2 separate regions of the Hordeum vulgare genome follow, and region 1 is linked to region 2. The links are chromatin contacts, called in public Hi-C maps. All regions are on one chromosome and are shown on one strand. The core of a region is the stretch at or near the end of the contact, and the rest is flanking DNA. Distances in the headings are between cores, read along the strand shown. Region 1 has its middle 39 kb from the start of LOC123447036. Region 2 has its middle 45 kb from the start of LOC123449510.

Evidence for each region. A called contact is a pair of places that touch in the nucleus more often than the background predicts.
Region 1: a contact with region 2 is called in a Hi-C map of leaf, with 5 times the contacts expected there. The contact joins two enhancer-like sites. A contact is called at or near these places in 3 of 6 Hi-C or Micro-C datasets (leaf and seedling).

Annotation. Positions count from the first base shown.
Region 1 is chr4H:560,099,024-560,102,383 of MorexV3_pseudomolecules_assembly, forward strand. No RefSeq gene overlaps it. Among protein-coding and RNA genes, the nearest start is that of LOC123447036, 39 kb to the left of the region's middle. Within about 2 kb of position 2,013, at least 1 of the 3 cell types and tissues checked has open chromatin away from gene starts, as enhancers often do. A contact at or near this core is called in leaf, where this site is marked.
Region 2 is chr4H:559,882,337-559,885,766 of MorexV3_pseudomolecules_assembly, forward strand. It overlaps the pseudogene LOC123447034. Among protein-coding and RNA genes, the nearest start is that of LOC123449510, 45 kb to the right of the region's middle. Within about 2 kb of position 1,950, at least 2 of the 3 cell types and tissues checked have open chromatin away from gene starts, as enhancers often do. A contact at or near this core is called in leaf, where this site is marked.

The sequences.
Region 1 (3,360 bases), core at 763-3,262, 220 kb after region 2:
TTTTATTAATAGTACATGAACCACGTTTTAAAAAATATGAACATTTTCAGTTTTGAAATATGAACACTTTAAAAGTGCCTGGATACATTACTACTAATATATTCCTCTGGTGTGAGATTTGTTCTTTTTGATAAAATTGTCATGTTTAGGGAACACACATATTGGACATCTTTATGTTTGATGAACGAATAATGAAATTCAATGAACATTTATTTGAATTAGATAAACAAATTATGAATTTGATGAAATTGTTAGAATATTATGAATATTCTTTGAACTTCATGAATGCATTTTTATTTTGATCAACAAACTCCGAATCTGAGAACATTTTTTAAATTTTATTAGATAAGTTTAATATGACTAAAATTTCAAAAAAAAATATGATTTTCGAATATGATTTTTTTTATTCTATTGGACACATTTTAAGTTCAATGAATACAAATGTTCATGAATTTGAAAAAAAGTTCAAATATCAATTTGGAAAAATAGATAAAGGCAAAATAAAAATAAAATCTAAACTCGAAAAGGAAAACAATGAAAATTAAAAGAGAAAAAGAAAGGGGAAAAGAGAGAAAAAATCATTAAAAAAACCGTTTTGGTGTGATCACCCGTTTTGGTACTAACCAGGAATGTCCTATTCGCTGCTCTGTACCGAGCGGGGAGGATAGCGATTTTAAATGAATTGGTCCATTTAGCGAGTTGGAGCGTCTCTATTTTGGCAGTCTTCCAAGCCGGTTTTCTTCGGTTTTGGAAAACTTCTAGAAGATTCTCTGACCTGGTTTTTTCTTTCTGTTTCTGTTTTAAAAAATGTTCTAGATTATCAAAAAACGATTTTGGATTTTTCTAAAATGTTCATTTTTTCAAAAAATGTTCTTAATTTTTAAAAAATGTTTTGTATTTTCCAACAATATTCTCGATTTCAAAATTGTTTTTAAGATTCAAATTTGTTCTCGGTTACAAAACAAATTCTTAAGATTTAAAAAATGTTTGTGCTTTAAAAAATTGTACGTGGTTTCTAAATATTGTTCTCCGTTTTATAATTTTATTCTCAAGATTCAAAAAATGTTTTTGCTTTAAAATAAACACGCTTCCAAATTTGTTCAGCACTTTTCAAAATTGTTCTCGATTTGAAAATTTGTTCTCAAGATTCAAAAAATGTTTGTGCTTTAAAAATTTGTTCACTCTTTCAAATTTGTTCTCAAGATTCAAAAAAAATTTGTGCTTTAAAAATTTGTTCACTCTTTCAAATTTGTTCGGAGTTTTTCAAAATTGTTCTATGTTTCAAAATTTAGTTCTCAAAATTCAAAGAAATGTTCGTGATTTCAAAAATTGTTCGCGCTTCCAAATTTGTTCGGGTGTTTTCAATATTGTTCTCCATTGAAAAAAATCGAGATTTAAAACTGTTTGTTCTTTAAATAAAATTCGTGCTTTCAAATCTGATCAGGATTTTTCAAAATTTTCCTCGGTTCCAAATCTTCTTCTCAAGATTCAAAAAATGTTTGTGCTTTAAAAATTTGTTTGCGCTTTCAAATTTGTCTGGGATTTTTCAAAGGTATTCTCGGTTTCAAAATTCTATTCTAAAGATTCAAAAAATGTCCATGCTTTAAAAAAAATTGTTCGTGCTTCCAAATTTGTTCATGGTTTTTCAAAATTGTTCTCGGTTTCAAAATTTGTTCTAAAGATTTCAAAAAATGTTCAGGCTTTGTAAGTTTGTTCACGCTTTAGCTTTTGTTTTCCTTTTACAAAATGTTCATGTTTTAAAAAATGATGAGAAATTCAACAATGATTAGTTTTCAGAAAAAACGATAAAAGGAAAAAAATAAAAAAGGAAAAATTACAGTAAATAAAGGAAATAAGCAGAAAAGGAAAAAAGAAACAGAAAAAAAGAAAAACAATATTAGGGCAGGCCAGTCGGTGACAAGACTGTACGTCCGAAGGACTCCCTGCCCCAGAATGCGGCAGGTAGGAGCGGACGCCCGTGCTAAATAGGATACACAAATTCTCTCCAGGAGAACGTAAGGGGAACTCCTAGTCGGCGTCTTAAACGCTGGCTAGGAGAACCAGCGCTCACACGCACTGCATAACAGGCTGGCCCAGTCTCAGGGCGTATTTTTATGAAAAAGTAAAAAGCAAAAAAAAAACCGAACATAAAAGGTTCATAAAAGTGAAAAATGGTTCACAATTTCGAAACAAAAAGTTTATGAATTTGGAAAAACTCACCGTGATCTGAAAAAATAGTTTACAAATTTTTAATAAGTTCATGGATTTTGAAAATTAGTTAATAAATTTGAAAAAAGTTTTGATATGTTCGTTGAACTGAAAAAAAATCACAAATCTTAAAAAAAGTTTATCATTCTTGAAAAAAGTTCATACATTTCAGAAAAAAAGTTCACTAAATCTAAAAAAAGTTCATCATACTTTGGAAAAAGTTCATCGATATTCAAAAAAATTCATTAACTTTTCATAAAAAAATCGTAAAATTCAGAAAAGGGTTTGTTGATTTGGAAAAATATTTGTTCGTTTGAAAAGAAGTTAATCAAAAATGGCTGTTTTTCTGGAAAAAATGAAAAATTATATAAACATGAAAATGAAAATGAAAAAGTTATAAGAAGAGTAAAGAAAAAAAAGACAAACCGAAGAAAACCAGTCCTGAAAAATCCTAAATGAAAAACCCATCTAGGAAGCTTCCAGAACCTTCATAAAAACGGAAAACCACCCCCTTCCGATGGGCCGGGCCAAGACCTAATGCTGCAGGCGTCGGTTCAGAAAATTCACTTTAACCGATGCCTGCAGCGCAAATAGGATTTGTCGAACGTAAGCACATTGTTGGATATTCTGCCGCGTTTCTTGCTTATACCTATTGCGAGATGCACTGCGGCCATATTTCGCATTCAGCAGGACCGTAGATTGTCATGCTCCAGTGTCTACAGTTTTCAGGATGGCTCATTTCTGATCATATATGCATTTAATATACAGTTTTCAGGATGCACTGGTGGAGAGTACATTTTGAATAACTAATTAAAAATTAAAATAGTTCATAATTATTTTTAGATTACTTGACTTTGTTTTTCATTAATATTTAAATTTTTATGAAAAAGAAAGCAACATTGACTTCTGGACAAAAAAGACAAAATTTATTTATTATTATAGGTTATTATTCATACTATTTTGACCAACAAAAAGAAATCAAAGTGTAATTTTCCTTTTATGAATTTTTTCTCACAAATACCGTGAAAGGTCAAGTTTATTTTAAAATATTTTCAGAATTTCTTAACTTTTTGTTAAATTGCTAAAAGAATTATATATAGGATGTATATACATCTAGAAACAAAAAGTTCCATCCGTACATAGTGAGCGTTA
Region 2 (3,430 bases), core at 700-3,199:
ACAATGTTATCATTTTTCCAAATGCATGATCAATATTTTTTAATTATTTCTTTTTTATGAGTACTTCTTTGAACACACCTTGTACTTTTTTTATACATTAGGAAAAAATTCAAGTACATGATTAACATTTTTCAAACATATATTTCAATTTAACTTTCTATCATTAATGTTGTACATTTTTCGTATCGAAGTTCAATATTTTTGTATAGACGGTTAACATTCTCTAAATACTGATTAAAGTTCAATGTCTTGTGAAAATTACTGAAATACTGAGCAATTTTATGAAACGTTGCGAAAAATGAGCACGTGATTTTTTTCTCAAAAACAGAACATTTTTTTAATTCATTTTTTTTAAATACAAGCATGTTTTAAAGTTCTGGAACAGAATTTGAAAACAAATTTATTTTTTCAAAGCGCGAGCATTTTTAAAAATTCCAAACCATATTTCAGAATGCAAACATTTTTTAGAAACTAGAAAAAAAGTTGAAACTCCAGAACAAAAATTGAAAGCACGAACATTTATTTAAAGTTCCAAACAATTATTGAAACTAGAACATTTTTCAAAACTCCTGAACAAAATTTTAAAAGAGGAAAATATTTAAATCTTGTGAAACTCCTGAACAAATTTGAGGATAACTAGCAAATGAGCTCGTGCGTTTCAACGGGTAAAAAGAAAATACATTTCCGAACATAATAAGCATGACTCGAGACTTCAATAGGTCAATATCCTTTATTTCAACACATGTCATCCCATCAGTGTTTCTCTTTATCTTTTCCCACTCTCGTCAACGGTGGCCTTAGTGTTCATACCATCGCAAGACGTTTGAATGTTGTCATTCTTAATACGTCTCCCTCTTGGTGTAGGATGATAAATCTATTTTTCTGAGAGATTTTGGTACGGAGTGTATGCGTGGTTGTAGATATTTTTTCGTTTCACATCTTGATTTTACCGAAGTGTTCATTATCAATTCTGTCGGCGCCGGTATGAATGAAAGGCTGACCATACACTCTTGATTAAGGTTTAAATTGTTTCCAAACCGAATGTTGGAGCACAAACATTTTTTAAAAACTATATTTTTATCAAAACTTCGGAATAAACAGTGAAACACGAATATTTACTTAAAAATTTAACCAATTATTAAAACTTGAAAAAAAACTGAAGCTCCTAAACAAAATTTTAACATAGGAACAATCTTCAAATACAATAACATTTTTTGAATCTTCGAACTAAACTTGGAAACATGAACATTCTTTGAAATCGGCGAAATTTTTTGAAAAGAAATTATTTATTGAAATTCCCATTTTCTTACGAAAAAGTTGTGACAATTTTGAACAAAAACAAAAGGCAAAGAAAATTTTGAACATTTTCTGTGAAACTCAAAGAAATTAATCAGAAATGTCAATTTATTTTAAATTCCCAAACATTTGTTAAAATTAGCAAACATTTAACAAAATTGTGAAGATAATTTGAAAACAGGAAAAATGTATTGAATTAAGAACAATACTTCAAATTTCCAAACCATTTTTTAAAAAAGATAAAAATAAACATGAACAAAAAAAAGGAAAACCTCTCTCGAACTGAGCTACTTCTGCTTTTTCTAACAAAAAGTTCGAGTAGTTCAGTGAAAAAACGGTCAAGCTTTGTTCCATCCTACCTAGCTCCTCAAGATTGCACCCGCTCAATGCCTTTTTCATTGTCCGTTCTAAGATGGATTTGAACGACTCTCTCTGTTTGGATTTCGAGTCCAAAAGGCCCAGCGAAAAAGGATTTTCAGTCATATGCCCATGCGAGCGAGAACCATTAGAAGAGAACAAAAGGAAAAGGAAACTTGAAAAAAGAAAAGCTAAAATCAGAAGAAAGTCACGTTCCAAACTGGAACAAGGGAACTGGTCAAACGGTCCGGCCCAGTCGCTTCGCTAGTGTGCCTCGCTGTGCGACGCTGCCACAATTTGCCGCGACGAGCGGCTAATAGAGATTTCCAGACATAAGGGAGCTCCTTTACGGCGGTAGATGCTATATGACGCCCTTCTGCGTCTGATCGTCTCTCGTTCGCGGGAATCATTAGTTAGCAGGCGCTCCTTTCGGAGTTTCCGAGAGAGCACTCTTGCGTGTTGTTATTTGGCGCGTTTTCAACCGCCGCCACGTGTCACGTTTTGAGCGTTTCTTCGAAAATTCGTTTTATTATTACTAGCAAAAGAGCCCGTGCGTTGCAACGGGAGAGAAAATAACACGCACTCTTGATACAATAACCACGACTCAAGACCTTAATAAGTCCACGTCTTTTAGTTTCAAATGCCATCACATTTTAAGATCCCTCTCTCTGAGAAAAAATTCAGTACGTTCAGTATGCTTAGTTACAGAGAGATTATACGTCAACTCGATGCATACTTAATTAACAAATCAAGAAATCAAAGTATGAAAGAATATTGCGTGTAGGTATTCCAAACAATTTAAATTTATGTCATGTGAACTTATATTATTAATAAACATATAATAAGTAAGCATGGATATGATCTTACTTGCTGTTTCAAGTTGCATGGTCTGTGTCCTCCTCGGTGATGACCATAAATATTTGCATTATGATGAAAATAGCAAAGTGTGTTTTATTAATTAATGATAGCATATGCATAAAAGCATTATTTTTGTCTTGCTGATATAAGTGTTTGCATTTGTAATCCAAGTAAAATTTTAATTTGGTTGCAAACATATTAGACATCTTCATAAAAAACAATAAATTTATAAGTACATGCATGCCAAATGTTCAAGGTTGCATATCAACATCCATATACTTAAAAAAAATCATTAGCAAAACAGTTTTAAAAAATATGAAAAAACAAAGTTAAGCCATTGGTTTACGTAAAGTTTGTATAAGCATCATTGTTCAGTTTTTTATACGTTAGAAACACTTTTTTACGGAAAGAACTTGCACCAACTGATCAAACAAACTTACTCTTGCACGTCTATACTGCAGCGTGATTGACAGCAAACATAGAACTGTGCCCATGCCTGCACCTGCATTGATAGATAAATTGGGAAATCGAATTAGCATGACTGTTTCAAACAAGCAGCAGCATGGCTGCATGAGCGAAGAGATCCCAATTTTAGAAATAGAAGGATCAGTACATCTAATTATCAATTACACCTTTAGTGGTTGAATTTGTAAGTTGTAGCTGTGAAACTGAATCGATGTGGCGTGCTGCCCCTGTCGACTGCGAAGATCAGAACGAAAGGAGGCAGGGAGCGAGCCAGCAAGGGATGGATTCTTGGCGCCGTGCGCGCTGCCGTGCACACGCGCTATCATTGATCAGCCGGCAGCAACAACCGTGGCCTGCACTGCCGCGTGCCGCCGCCGCACTTCGCCGCCCCGCGCACCTGCGCTGTCGCGCGCCACCGCCTCCTGCCTCGCCACCCTGCCGCATGGTGCGTTGC